Linked DNA regions of Rattus norvegicus: region 1 is linked to region 2. A link is a contact called in public Hi-C data. All regions are on one chromosome and are shown on one strand. Each heading gives the region's core, a stretch centred on a gene start, on an enhancer-like site or on the middle of the called end of the contact. The rest is flanking DNA. Distances are from core to core; before and after follow the strand shown. Region 1 has its middle 180 kb from the start of Palmd. Region 2 overlaps Frrs1 (ferric-chelate reductase 1).

Region 1 (3,266 bases), core at 73-2,572, 250 kb after region 2:
ATTGTTCAGCTTCTCAGGCCTAGTGACAGTCCTTACCTTCTTAGTATGTTCACAGATTGATGGGTTAGACCATTTAGAGCAGTGTCTATAGTGTAGTGTTAGGGGAGGGCTAAATCTACACTTTATAGCATCTCTGTCAACAGATTTGGTGGGTTTGGTGTTGCTGGTTTGGAAACAGGGTTTCACTCTGTAGCCCAGGGTTGGTCTTCAACAGGTAGTCATCCCGATTGAACTGAAACAATAGATTGAAGTGATACATGTAGTGTTGAGAAGTCGAGCAGGCATTGAACACCTGCTTCATCATTCTAACCTCAGTTAAGTGTTACAGTTCTGTTCTCACAAAGCGATCCGAAGTGAGTGAACTGTATGGCTCTGACAGCTTGGCTGGCTTCAAGGCTTACAAACATTCGGAGGGCAGAGAGGTCAGAACACAATATAGAGCTTCCAATTGCCAATCTTTGCTCATTCTATATCAGATGTTACCTCACTTTGCCATAGAGATAAAACATGCTTTTGTCTTGCCTTTACCTCCTACACAGGGAAAACCAGGCTTCATACACCCTGGGGCTTGGTAGGTGAAGACTGGCAGAAGAAACCGGATGTCAGCAAGGCATTGGCACAGGATCTATTCCCATGGTTACACATGTGAAGGTGTTTCATTTTTCATTAGGTTATGGTCGTCAGCCTTCTGCAAGCGAATGACTAAGAAGAGCATCTTTATTGGCTCCTTCCTGACCCTTTTGAATATCTTCCCTGTGACCTTAGGCAGTGGTTCTCAACTTGGGGGTCATGACCCCTTTGGGGAGGTGCATATCAGATATCCTGCATGTTAGATATTTACGATTCTATTCATAACTAGCAAAATTGCAGTTATGAAGAAGCAACAAAATAATGGTTGGGGATCAGCACGGCATAGGGAACTGTATAAAAGGCTCTCAGCATTAGGCAGGTTGAGAAATGCTGCCTTAGAGTATGTTTCTCCATCTCAGCTCTTCTGTCCTAAATCTAGCGTCTCTTCCTCATGTGCGTCAAGCTCTCTCTACTCTCTTCAGCAGCCTTGTCCCACCGTGGCTGGCTGGCTTTGGATTTATCCATCTTCCACTAGTACAATTTGGTCAATGAATTAATTTTTATTCAAATCTCAGTGGCCCTCACACATCACATCGGTGTAATGGGGGCATATACTGTAAGGCTGGAGATCTTTGAGTCATGTACTCGGAATCCACACACATTTCAGCCCTCTGTTCAGGGATTGCAAGATGCTGAGAATAATTGCCGAAGAAAAGCCTGAACTCCTCGAAAGCGACCAGAGGGTGGCAGCATAGGACGCACAAGAAAAGCCAGGACCAACAGCGGCTTCGGAACATGAAACTACTAATTACTGATGAGAACAACACCAGGAAAACTGTCTAAGAACATGCAGTTTAGTTCCAGAAATACCTGATTTTGGCTCTGTTTCTATACTCACTGACAGCATGAACTTGGGCAAGCCGATTAATTTCTTTAAGCCTCATTTCCTCATCTACACAATGAGGGTGACAATAATTACAGGACTGTTTTAGGATTATGGGAGAAAACCTATGTGATACACTTAGTCTATGTCTAGGAAACAAGTAGTTCAAGGACAGACAGATAGACAGACAGACAGACATGTGTGATGAGTAGTTTTATGTCAGTTTGACACAAGCTACAGTCATCTTGAGAGGAGGAACCTCAATTAAGAATGAGTCTTCATAGAATCAGGCTATAGGCAAGCTATAGGGCATTTTCTTAACTAGTGATTGATAGCAGAGGGCCCAGCCCATTGTGAGTAGGGCCATTCCTGGCCAGGTGGTTCTGAATTCTACAAGGAAACGGGCTGAGCAAGCCAGTAAGCAGCGCTCCTTCACGACTTCTGCATCAGCTCCAGCCTCCAGGTTTTTTCCCTGTTTGAGTTCTTGTCTTGACTTCCTTTGGTGCTGAACAGTGATGTGGAAGTGTAAGTCCTCTCTGACTTGCTTTTTGTTATGCTGTTTCATCACAGCACTAATAATCCTTTCCAAGACAGAGACATGCAGACAGACAGATTTTATTTTTACGAATGAATGAATGAATTAATTTTTGAGACATTGTCTCCTACTGATCCTGGTGCTTTCCAATGGAGCTAGATTGGCTAACTTGAAAACCTATTTCCACTTATCCACTGCTGGAATTACAGGTGTGTCCTGCCACTCTTTGCTTTTAAAAAAATTATATTTTATTTTTAATGTGTGCATCTCTGTGTGTGCCTGTCTGTCTGCCTGTCTGTGTATAGACATATGAGTGCTGATATATGCAGGGGCCAAAAGGGAGCACCAGATCCCTTGGAGCTGGAGTTATGGGTGGTTGTAAGGCACTTGATATGGGTGCTGGGAGCCTAACTTGGTCCCTCTGCGAAAGCAGCAGGTGCTCTTGTTTTTTGTTTTTTTGTTTTTTTTAAATTAACTTGAGTATTTCCTATATACATTTCACGTGTTATTCCCTTTCCCGGTTTCTGGGCAAACATCCCCCTCCCCCTCCCCTTCTTTATGGGTGTTCCCCTCCCCATCCTCCCCCCATTGCCGCCCTCCCCCGAACAATCTAGTTCACTGGGGGTTCAGTCTTAGCAGGACCCAGGGCTTCCCCTTCCACTGGTGCTCTTACTAGGATATTCATTGCTACCTATGAGGTCAGAGTCCAGGGTCAGTCCATGTATAGTCTTTAGGTAGTGGCTTAGTCCCTGGAAGCTCGCAGCAGGTGCTCTTAACTGCGGAGTCATTTCTCCTCTCCCATCACTTCCTGACTTTTTGTAGTGTGCATGCTAAGGATCAAAGTCATGTATTCAGGATAGTGCAGCAAGCACCTTATTGACTGAGCCATCTCCCCAGCCCTGAGCATTGTATTTTCAAGAACAGTTGCTTTAACATTCCCTAAACAGAGAGTACAAGGTAACGGCAGCTTTTCATGCTTGTACTCTGATAAAGGAAGCTCATTATCTGCAGAACTCAGGAACACTTCTACATGCTAACTGAATCCAGTCTTGGTCACCTGCGCTGGCAATGCTAAACATTAACAGTGTTAAAATGTTTTTCCTTATAGATTTTTACCAATCCTACATCCGATAGGGGCTAATATCCAATATATACAAAGAACTCAAGAAGTTAGACTCCAGAGAATCAAATAACCCTTTGAAAAAATGAGGTATAAACAAAGAATTCTCAGCTGAGGAATATCAAATGGTTGAGAAGTACCTAAAGAAATGTTCAACA
Region 2 (3,093 bases), core at 193-2,692:
TCTTTTATAGTCTTCTGACCCTGTAGCAAATGAAGATAATTTTGTTAGGCAAAGGAAACAGGTAAAGTTGGACATTTAAAAAATAAAATAATTGGGAGGGTATATTTTATGTTTTTAGATACTCTTTCGGATGATTTCGGATTTCTGCTTGGCTCCAGAACCCTATTTTCATCTCTCAGTAATTACCCCAGTTCATTGTTTTTATTTCTAACCAATAAAGTGAAAACTTTTGGTTTTTCTCTACATAGATCTTAGTTAAAAATAGCTTAGGCTTCGGTAGGAATTTCTTGTGCTCATGGTCAATGAATGCCACATTTCGGTTTAAATATCTCTTGAGAATGTCTTTATTTCAAGAGAAAGGGCTGGGGATGTAGCTCAGAGGCACCGTGCTTGAGTAGTGAGTGTGAAGCCATGCTTCTGTCCTAGCACCGGAGAAATGGCAGAGTAACAATGTGAATCTGTATGAAAAAATTTTCTTTCAGTTTTACATTATAAGCCACTAAAGGCCAAAACATATGTCTTAATAAGTCTTATTTAGTATCAGACAAGGAAAATCCCTTCAGGAAAAGGTGGAATTTGCTTAGGTTTGGTTTGCAGATGGGTGAACTTCTGGACTTCTGATGCCAAGGCCAATATTGTAATGTATTTTTCAAAAGAAATTTTTTTTATTATTTCTTTAATACGTAGGGGCACCCTCTCAGAGGCGAAAGGGAAGTAGGATGGGAGGAGGAACCCTGTGAGGAGAGGCCTGGGGAGGGGAGGGGAGGTAAATATATAAATAAGTTAAGAAAAAAGAACTTTACATAATGACAGGTGGGTGTGGTACCACAGGCCTCTAATTCCAGTGGGAGGCAGAGGCAGGCGGATCTCTGTAAGTTCAAGGCCAGCCTGGTCTATAAGAGAGTTCACCAGGACAGCCAGGGTACACAGAGAAGCCCTGTCTTGGAAAACACACACACACACACACACACACACACACACACACACACACACACACACATCTCTCATATCTCATATAATGTATTTTGATCATATTCACCTTAGCTCCTCCCACATCTCCACTAACTTCTCTACTCCCAAACTGTATGTCTTATTATTGTTTGTTTGCAATAATCTGTGCTGTCTATATCCTCCTGGGTTTCTGGCTGCCCACCAAAGATCGAGGTCAATTTTTCCCAAGCCACACCCCTAAAGAAAACTGACTCGCTCCCATGAGAAGCCATCAACTGTAGGTCCTCAGGTAGGGATGGACTTAGGGACTCCTTCCCACCTCATGTGGACTGGCTTGACCTTGCACAGGAGTTGTGCAGGCAACCACAGTGGTTGTGAGGTCATGAGTGAGGTATCCTGCCAGCTCCCGAAGACACTGTTTCCACCCTGCGCCTTCCTTCCCAGCCTCTGGCACTTGCAGTCTCTGGGACTGCTCTGACGTGGTCCCTGAGCGCTGGGAAAGGGCGTGATATAGATGCTCCACTTGTGACTCATCGCTCCGCAGATGCTTTGACCAGCTGTGAGTTTCTGCATAGCATATTCTTTTTCACGGAGTGGTGTTTGCTCGGGTTTACTCCTCCATCGAGCTGTGCAAACAAATCTGTGCCACTTAATCTTAGTGCGCCCATTTCCCTTAGGAACGGACGCGTTACAACCCTTCTGCTCCCTGTGCTTGGTCTTAGTTTTGCAATAAACAATCTGGGTAGATTTTTAAAAAAAAAAAAGTATACATATTTTTTTTAAAAAAAGAAAAACTAAATGATTTTTCTGTGTCTAGGCATATTGTCAAAAACAGCAAAACCATGTTTTCTTAAAGAAGGGCTATTCTGTAAAATAGAGATCAATGTTTTCCACAAAATAAAAAAGAAATAGTCTAGAAAATCATGGTTAAGTTAGCATAGACTGAGTCTGTGTTTGGCCTTGTCAGCTTCTGGTCTGAGGAGGTCAAGCTGGGGCACAGCGGCCTGTAACTGTAGTGAATATGTGACTCTCGTTCCTGTTAGCGCTTCTCAGTTTGAGGATTCCGGGCTGGAGGTGAGGTGATGCCTCATCCTCCCCACATCCTCCCCTCCCGCCCAGGAGGCTGTAGGAAGGCAAGCACAGCAGATACCAACTAGGAAGCCATGGGGGCCGTGTGGCTCTTGGCTCCAAGTCTGTTTATCTATGTATTCTATTGAAGCAAGGGGGAAACGGGGAACAAAGGCCCTTGTTCAAGATAATCCATTATTAATGGGACTGGAGAAACAATTCTTTTATGTTCATTATGAACTGGATCAGCCTTCTCATAGCTCCCACGTCCGTCCTTCCTTCCCTGTGTAACCCCTGACATACTCATTCGTCGGCCCACAGTGTCGGTGCTCACCCAGCCGCACTGCCTTTCTGTTTCCGTCCTAGCCAGAGCCTGCAGGTTCACGTTTTCCATTCTTTCATCTTCCTGGCACCTCCTTGTCCTGTTCCCGACACTGATCCCTCTTTGTCAGTGGGTGCTGAGGTGGGAGGGAGGCCTGAGGAGCCACAGTTACTCCCGAATTCCATGTTTGTGGCAATGGGGTTTGTCTCCCGGGAGTCGTCTTTGTCGTCTTCAACAACCTATCTCATTAAACTTCTGAGTGAAATGACACCAGCCAAAGGTGCTTGCTTTGTACATGTTGCTGGTAAGGCCTTTGCCACTCGATTACAATGTTAAACTTTTAACAGTTTTGCATCTGAAATGTGGTTTTTTTTTATTATTATAAGAATATATGATGAAATAGCTCAGACACACCTGACGGTTCTTATCTGATTCTCCTGTTGTGCGAACCAGCAGGATCAAATGTGTGACGAACTAAGGTAGAATTCAGGTCACTGGGTGGGGGCCGGGTAGCTAGGGGGTGGGAGTTATTACTAAGGAAGGTTAAGTTTGTGTCGGGGAAGTGATGATTGCACACTGTTCTGAATGTGTTCAATGAACTGAATTCTGCACTGAGAGATGATTGACATGGGAATAACCCAATAAAAACTGAGCAAAACGTTCCTGGCAGCACTGTTCCTATCGAATGGTGGGCAGTTCAGGCCACATGTCTGTTGACAGAGGAATGCCGTGTAGAGTGTGTGTACAAGTAG

The links. Hi-C and Micro-C count contacts between places; a contact is called where the count stands out from the background.
Region 1: a contact with region 2 is called in a Hi-C map of Schwann cells, with 6 times the contacts expected there. The contact joins two enhancer-like sites. A contact is called at or near these places in 7 of 12 Hi-C or Micro-C datasets (the A7r5 cell line, Schwann cells, frontal cortex and 4 more).

The regions. Positions count from the first base shown.
Region 1 is chr2:207,809,524-207,812,789 of GRCr8, forward strand. No RefSeq gene overlaps it. Among named protein-coding and RNA genes, the nearest start is that of Palmd, 180 kb to the left of the region's middle. Within about 2 kb of position 1,323, at least 5 of the 93 cell types and tissues checked have an H3K27ac peak or open chromatin away from gene starts, as enhancers often do.
Region 2 is chr2:207,563,374-207,566,466 of GRCr8, forward strand. It overlaps Frrs1 (ferric-chelate reductase 1), which reads left to right. Exons shown (of 18, transcript NM_001398971.1): 18 at 1-3,003. Among named protein-coding and RNA genes, the nearest start is that of Frrs1, 57 kb to the left of the region's middle. Within about 2 kb of position 1,443, at least 40 of the 93 cell types and tissues checked have an H3K27ac peak or open chromatin away from gene starts, as enhancers often do.